2 separate regions of the Urocitellus parryii genome follow, and region 2 is linked to region 1. A link is a contact called in public Hi-C data. All regions are on one chromosome and are shown on one strand. The core of a region is the stretch at or near the end of the contact, and the rest is flanking DNA. Distances in the headings are between cores, read along the strand shown. Region 1 holds the start of Exoc4 (exocyst complex component 4). Region 2 holds the start of Chchd3 (coiled-coil-helix-coiled-coil-helix domain containing 3).

Evidence for each region. A called contact is a pair of places that touch in the nucleus more often than the background predicts.
Region 2: a contact with region 1 is called in a Hi-C map of muscle, with 4 times the contacts expected there. The contact joins the promoter of Chchd3 here to the promoter of Exoc4 in region 1. A contact is called at or near these places in 2 of 2 Hi-C or Micro-C datasets (liver and muscle).

Annotation. Positions count from the first base shown.
Region 1 is chr3:20,266,305-20,269,220 of mUroPar1.hap1, reverse strand. Exoc4 (exocyst complex component 4) reads left to right here and starts at 1,449. Exons shown (of 18, transcript XM_026392784.2): 1 at 1,449-1,592. The coding sequence starts at 1,507.
Region 2 is chr3:20,410,272-20,413,187 of mUroPar1.hap1, reverse strand. It overlaps Chchd3 (coiled-coil-helix-coiled-coil-helix domain containing 3), which reads right to left and starts at 1,500. Exons shown (of 8, transcript XM_026392785.2): 1 at 1,255-1,500. The coding sequence starts at 1,335.

The DNA of each region.
Region 1 (2,916 bases), core at 200-2,699:
ATATAATTTTTCATTTTTCTGAGTGTACAGGTTGCAGAATTACATTGGTCATGCAGTCACGTATATACACACAGCAATAATAATGTCTATTTTATTCTACTGTCCTTCCATTCCCCACTTCCCCTCCCCTCCCCTCCCCTCCCATCACTTCTCTCTACCCAATCTAATGTGACACACTTCTTCTTTTTTTTCCCCTCATATTGTCATACCTGAATTCTGTATAACAAAGGTCTCCTTCCCTCTTCCATGCAATTCCCCTTCTCCCTCCCTTTCCCTCCCACCTCTCTTCCCTATCTACAGGTAATTTTCTTCTCATGCTTTTCCTCCCTACCCTATTTTGAATCACCTCCCTTGTATCAGAGAAGACATTCAGCATTTGTTTTTTGGGATTGGCTAACTTCACTTGGCATAATCTGCTCTAATGCCATCCATTTCCCTGCAAATGCCATGATATTTTTATTTTTTAGTGCTGAGTAATATTCCATTGTGGCATTACAATTCTTATTACCCATATATAGCACAATTGGAATCAAGTGCTCTACAACCCAAGGAGGTAAGTAAGTTATCTTTCTGTTCATCTCTGAAGCTCTTCCATCTTCTGCTAGTAGCAACTTATCTCCTTATTCCCTCTCAACAATTATTCTTGTTCCTCACTCTACTCACTTTCCAGAAACATTCTAATTCTGGCTCTGTGTTCATTTAGAGTTCTGAATGAATGACTAGGCCAGTAGAGTTAATGTAGAAAACATAATAAACTTAGTGGTAAAACAACTAAAAAACCACAAACTTGTTCTATTACTACCTGTATTTATTTAGCTTGGAAAGAAAAGGAATCTGCAATTTGGTCAGTTTTTTTTTTTTTTTTTCAGTTTTCCTCTTTTCTTTATCAATATTGATTTGCACATTCCTGCATGAATTTTCAGATAATCTGGAAATATAGGAACACTGTAAAGAATTGGACTTATACATAAAACGAATGTAGTAACATTTAGTTTTAGAAAACACCAAGGAAAACATTTCTATTAATTCTCACATTGATTGAATTTTTTTAAAAAATCACTTTATGCTTGAAGTAAAACTTTGCTCATAGACATCATGGAATCCCTTTCATTTAAACACATATGTTTACACATTTTGAAGCCATCAGATATATTTGATTCAAAGACTATTAAAATTCTGAAAGCAAGAATACTGAAAAAAGCCAAAGGCCTGAATAGATATAAAAGAAGCTGCTCCTTGCAAGACTCAAAGTTGCCCTGGTTAAGTTTTCCTGAGCCGCAGAACGAGAACTACAATTCCCACAATGCTAAACGCGAAAACGCAAGCCTCGGCTTCACGGCTTGCCGCCTGAGTCCCGCCTCCTCGCCCCAGTGATTGGACTTCCCACTTCCGCGCCTCTGGACTTCCCTTCTCCCATTGGTGGAGGCTTCAGCGGGGTCAACAACGGAGTTCACGCTCGGCCGGCTTGGTTCTGTCAAGCCCACCGGCCTTCCCCTCCGTGCCAAGATGGCGGCAGAAGCAGCTGGTGGGAAGTACAGAAGCACAGTCAGCAAAAGCAAAGACCCTTCGGGGCTGCTCATCTCTGTGATCAGGTGAGGGAGGCAGGAGGCAGCGTCAGGGGACGGGGGCAGAGGCTCGATCTCCGCTGTGGAAGGGAGAAGGGTTCGCCGGGTTCCACCCCGCAGACCTTTTCCTTTCCTCCCTGCCTCCCCAGCTCCTCCCAGGGCCCCAGCAGCTCCACGCTTTTCAGCACCAGCAGTACCCCACTTTTCTCCGGGGCTGGGCCTAGAGGGAGGAGCCCCGCTTCACAGTCAGTAGGGGCTGAGCCCTCTAGGTTCCCTGGGCCCTAAGAGCAAGCAGTTTGGGTTGGTGGAGAGAGCCAGGTGAAGGTGTGTTCATCCATTGATCAAACCTTGATTTAGCAGAGCTCTCAGAGGAAGACGTCTTGTTCCCTGTACTCTGGGTGCAAGGCCGGAGAATACTGTCACGAGTTGCAGATTGTCCAACTCTGGTCACTTTCCACCACTTGTGAACGGCCTCAGCCCCACGTACAAGGGCCGGCAGTGGGCTGGTAGAAGGGCTGGGGTTTGAAGGCACACATCTGTTTTCGATTTGTGTTGTGCCCGTTTCTGCCTTTCTACCCGTCTATTCCTTAACAACAAAACGAAGCAAGTTTCAAATTCTCCTTCAGGCATCCTCTTCCCTGCCACGTTAGGATGAGAGTGGGAAAGGGAATCTTTTAGGAACCTGTGTCTTTAAAAGAGTGAAATAAATTGAGTACCGTTAAGGATGATACAGGCAATAACTATAAACAACCCAAATTAGAAGTAACGTGACGTGTTTTTACATTGTTGGCACTCGAATGTCAAGTCAGTCATTTTCCATGAAAGGAACACCGCTTTCTGCTCCTTTCCCCGACCTATGCTAAACTTTTGTTCGAGTTCTTGGAGGGCTCCTGGAATGTCCTGATCATCTTTTTATTTAAAAAAACATTTCATCAGTGCACTATAATTATACATATTAGTGAGATTTGTTGTTACATATTCTTATATGCACACCGCATAATTTGGTCTGATCATCTTTTTAAAACTCAGGACTCATCAGTGTCTGATAAGTACTAAGCAATTTGAATGAATATATCAAACTTTAATTATTTTATTTTTTGCAATATGGCGTATTGAACCCAGGGATGCTTTACCACTAAACTATATCTCTGCTTCCCCCTAACCTAACTTTAAAAATATTTTGTTTTGAGACAGTCTAAGTTCCCCAGACCTGTGATCCACCTGCCTCATCCTCCATAGTTTACTGAGATTACAGGCATGTGCCACCATGCCTGGCATTTATTAAAGGACAGTTTACCACTCAAGGACTAATAAAGATCCATTCTCTGGATCTTACTTAGGAGACTGAAGT
Region 2 (2,916 bases), core at 251-2,750, 140 kb before region 1:
CCACAATACTGCAAAGGATGCAGCCTTGAATATTTTTTTAACAAAATGTAGTACTACCATTCATTAATATTTTATAGAAAGCAATGCTGGTCAAAGACCAAAAACAGTTCAACAGTCTGAGTTTCTAAAAGAAAACTTTAATAAACTCTTTTCAAGGTTAACAGTAGCAAAGGAAAAAGTTTTTAAACACTTTCAATATATAAAAAGTTTTATTTCCTAATAACAAATGCTAAAAGGAATTCACACATTTAATTTTGTAAAGCTGGCTGTGTAATAACAGAGAAAGAAAAAATATAAAGTATCATAAAACTTTCCTGAAGTCAAAAGTGCTTTATTTACTACGTTCAGGCATCATACTTCCAAAAATGTGAAGCTCCAAATTCAGGTGCAGCGGAGAGTGTGTTAATGAAGTTAGTGCTGGTATACTGACACCCTAGAGAAAAATCAAGTTTTCAGTTTACGTATCAAGTACATGCAGAGGGCATAAAAAAATTCCCTTACAACGTCTCGGTCAGAACTGACTCTATTAACTTCTACTGGCCTGGAGAATTTCCAACCTATCTCAGCCCCCATCAGGCTGGCAGACAGTAGGCCTGAAGTAACTGGGACTAGTCCAAAAAACGTAGGCACAGCAGGCCACAGAGAAGGCTCCTGGGAAAAACCAGATATCAGATGAAAGTGAAGGAGGGAGGAGTCAGAAGTCACAGAGGCAGGCGAGAAAGGGGGAGGGGTGCGTGTGTGTGTGTGTGTGTGTGTGTGTGTGTGTGTGAGATGGGGAAAGGGGTGGTATCCGAAGGAAAACATTAAATGTCAGAAAGCAAATTAAAGTGATCCTTAAAACGCCAATTCACCCTGAGAGATGATGTAGGCGTGGGAATGCAGGGCTCGGGTCCTGAATACAGGAGCAGTAAGACACGGGTGACCCGTCCCACGGCAGGCGCGGGGAGTGCCAAAGTCCTGCAACTAGTGAGCAGTGCAGGTCAGGCCAGGCGGTGAGCCCTGGAGGGTCCCGTTCAACCCGGCATGCCCCACCCGGCCCCGCACAGTGCCTGGCACTTGGCGCACAACCAGGAACTCTTTCTGAATGAACGTCCCGAGTCTGGAAACTACGGGCTTCTTCCCAGAGAGCCAGGCTTCGGGTGGGACAAACACGGGGGCGGGACAGGGAGACACCCAGCGGAGCGGGTCCCGGGGACCTCGGGGCGCAGGGGTCCCAGTCGGAGTGCTGGCCCTCCGCCCGCCCACTACACTCACCCGGATGCCCTTCACCACGGTGATGTTCTCATTCTCGTCCGCCTCGAAGGTGACCCGGCGAGTGCTGGCGGTCCCACCCATGGCTCCTGCTTCTGCCCCCGCAGTCCTAGCGCGGACCCACGAGTTCTTCAGGGCCCCCGCGCACTCACGCGGGTGGAAGAGCCGGGACACTTCCCTTGCCCAGCAGGAGCAAGGCCACGACCCCAAAAAGCAAGGAGAAGGCGCCGGTCCCGAGCTCCCGCCTCCTCCGGTCACGCGCCATAGCAAAACCCCCTGGTGTTGGTCGGAGATCCGAAAGGGCCGCCTCTACTCAGCGGGAGAGCCATGATTGGTTGGCCCGGACCCGGATGCTATGGCAACAGGTGGTATTTGACAAGGTTTCCGAAGCCCCTGAGTGTATTGGGAATTGTAGTCTCGAGCTGACGCGATGGGTGCTGGGGCGAACTCGCCTCGGTCTCCAGAGTGCCAGGGAAGCACGGCATTCTGGGAGTTGTAGTCTTGGCAGCTCTAAAGCCTTGTCACTCGTCAACTTTCAAGGAAGTTCATTCATCCAGCAATGGAGATTTAAAGACATTATCTAGAAACTGAAGTTGGTGAGTTCAAAGACACAAACTCTCTCTTTAAGAAATTTGAAGTTGGATGAGCGATGCACTCCCCTAATGGAGCTGTTCTTAAATACTACATGCAAATCCCCGACACAAAATTTAGAATATTTTAGTCTTAGCCATTAAAAAAAAAAAAATAGGCCAATGTCCCTATCTCGTGAACTGTATAAAATACTTGTTTTATTTCTTTCTATAAAGTACAATTTTTAATGCTGATTTTCATATCTGCATAGGAATTTTTAAAACGGGGGAAAATTTTGCATCAAACAAGTAGAGCATTCACTTTCAACATGGGTATCTTCCTTCACTTCAGTTACATAAGGTGGACCATAATATGGTTAGGCAGAGAAAAGTTAAGTGCTTGCCAAAGATGGTATAAATTAGTGGAGAGACTAAAACTACATCACACCAAGTTGAGATGATTTATTTGGAAAGTTTCTAGTTTCATATGTCACCTCTACAAGACCAAATTAATATTTAGGTCATTTTTGTACACATTTAATTATTTTTTTCTAAACATTCTGCTACATGTACATTTAGCCATATCACCTTAGACTTACAGAGGCAGATGTATTCTCTAGAAATTAGGTGAATGGGTCTGGGGCATAGCTTTGTAGCATCATGTGCAAGGCCTCAGATTCAATCCCCAGATCACAAAAAAGGGAAAGAAAAGGAAGGGAAGGAAAATGTTAGGTGAATGATGGTACTATTTTCAGTTGGTCCCTTTCAACATTAGAGCCATGACATACCAAGGCATTCCTTATGTTATTCAACAAAGCATTAACATTTTTGAGCTTCAATTGTGCTGATCTGTAATTTTTAGACCTTTATGTGATTTTGTCTTTTTCATTTCTATATTTGTGGCCAATAGAAGAGTTTTTATTACATCTCATTATTTTGTTCTTTTCAACATATATGCACCTAGATTATTTTGTTCTTTTGCGGTTTTGAGACTACATGCTACTTTGCACTTGTTTTTAAATTATATAATATGTTTAAATCTTTTCTCTACAAGGAACTAAAATTCCCAGGGATTATCTTTCATTTCTTTGGGATC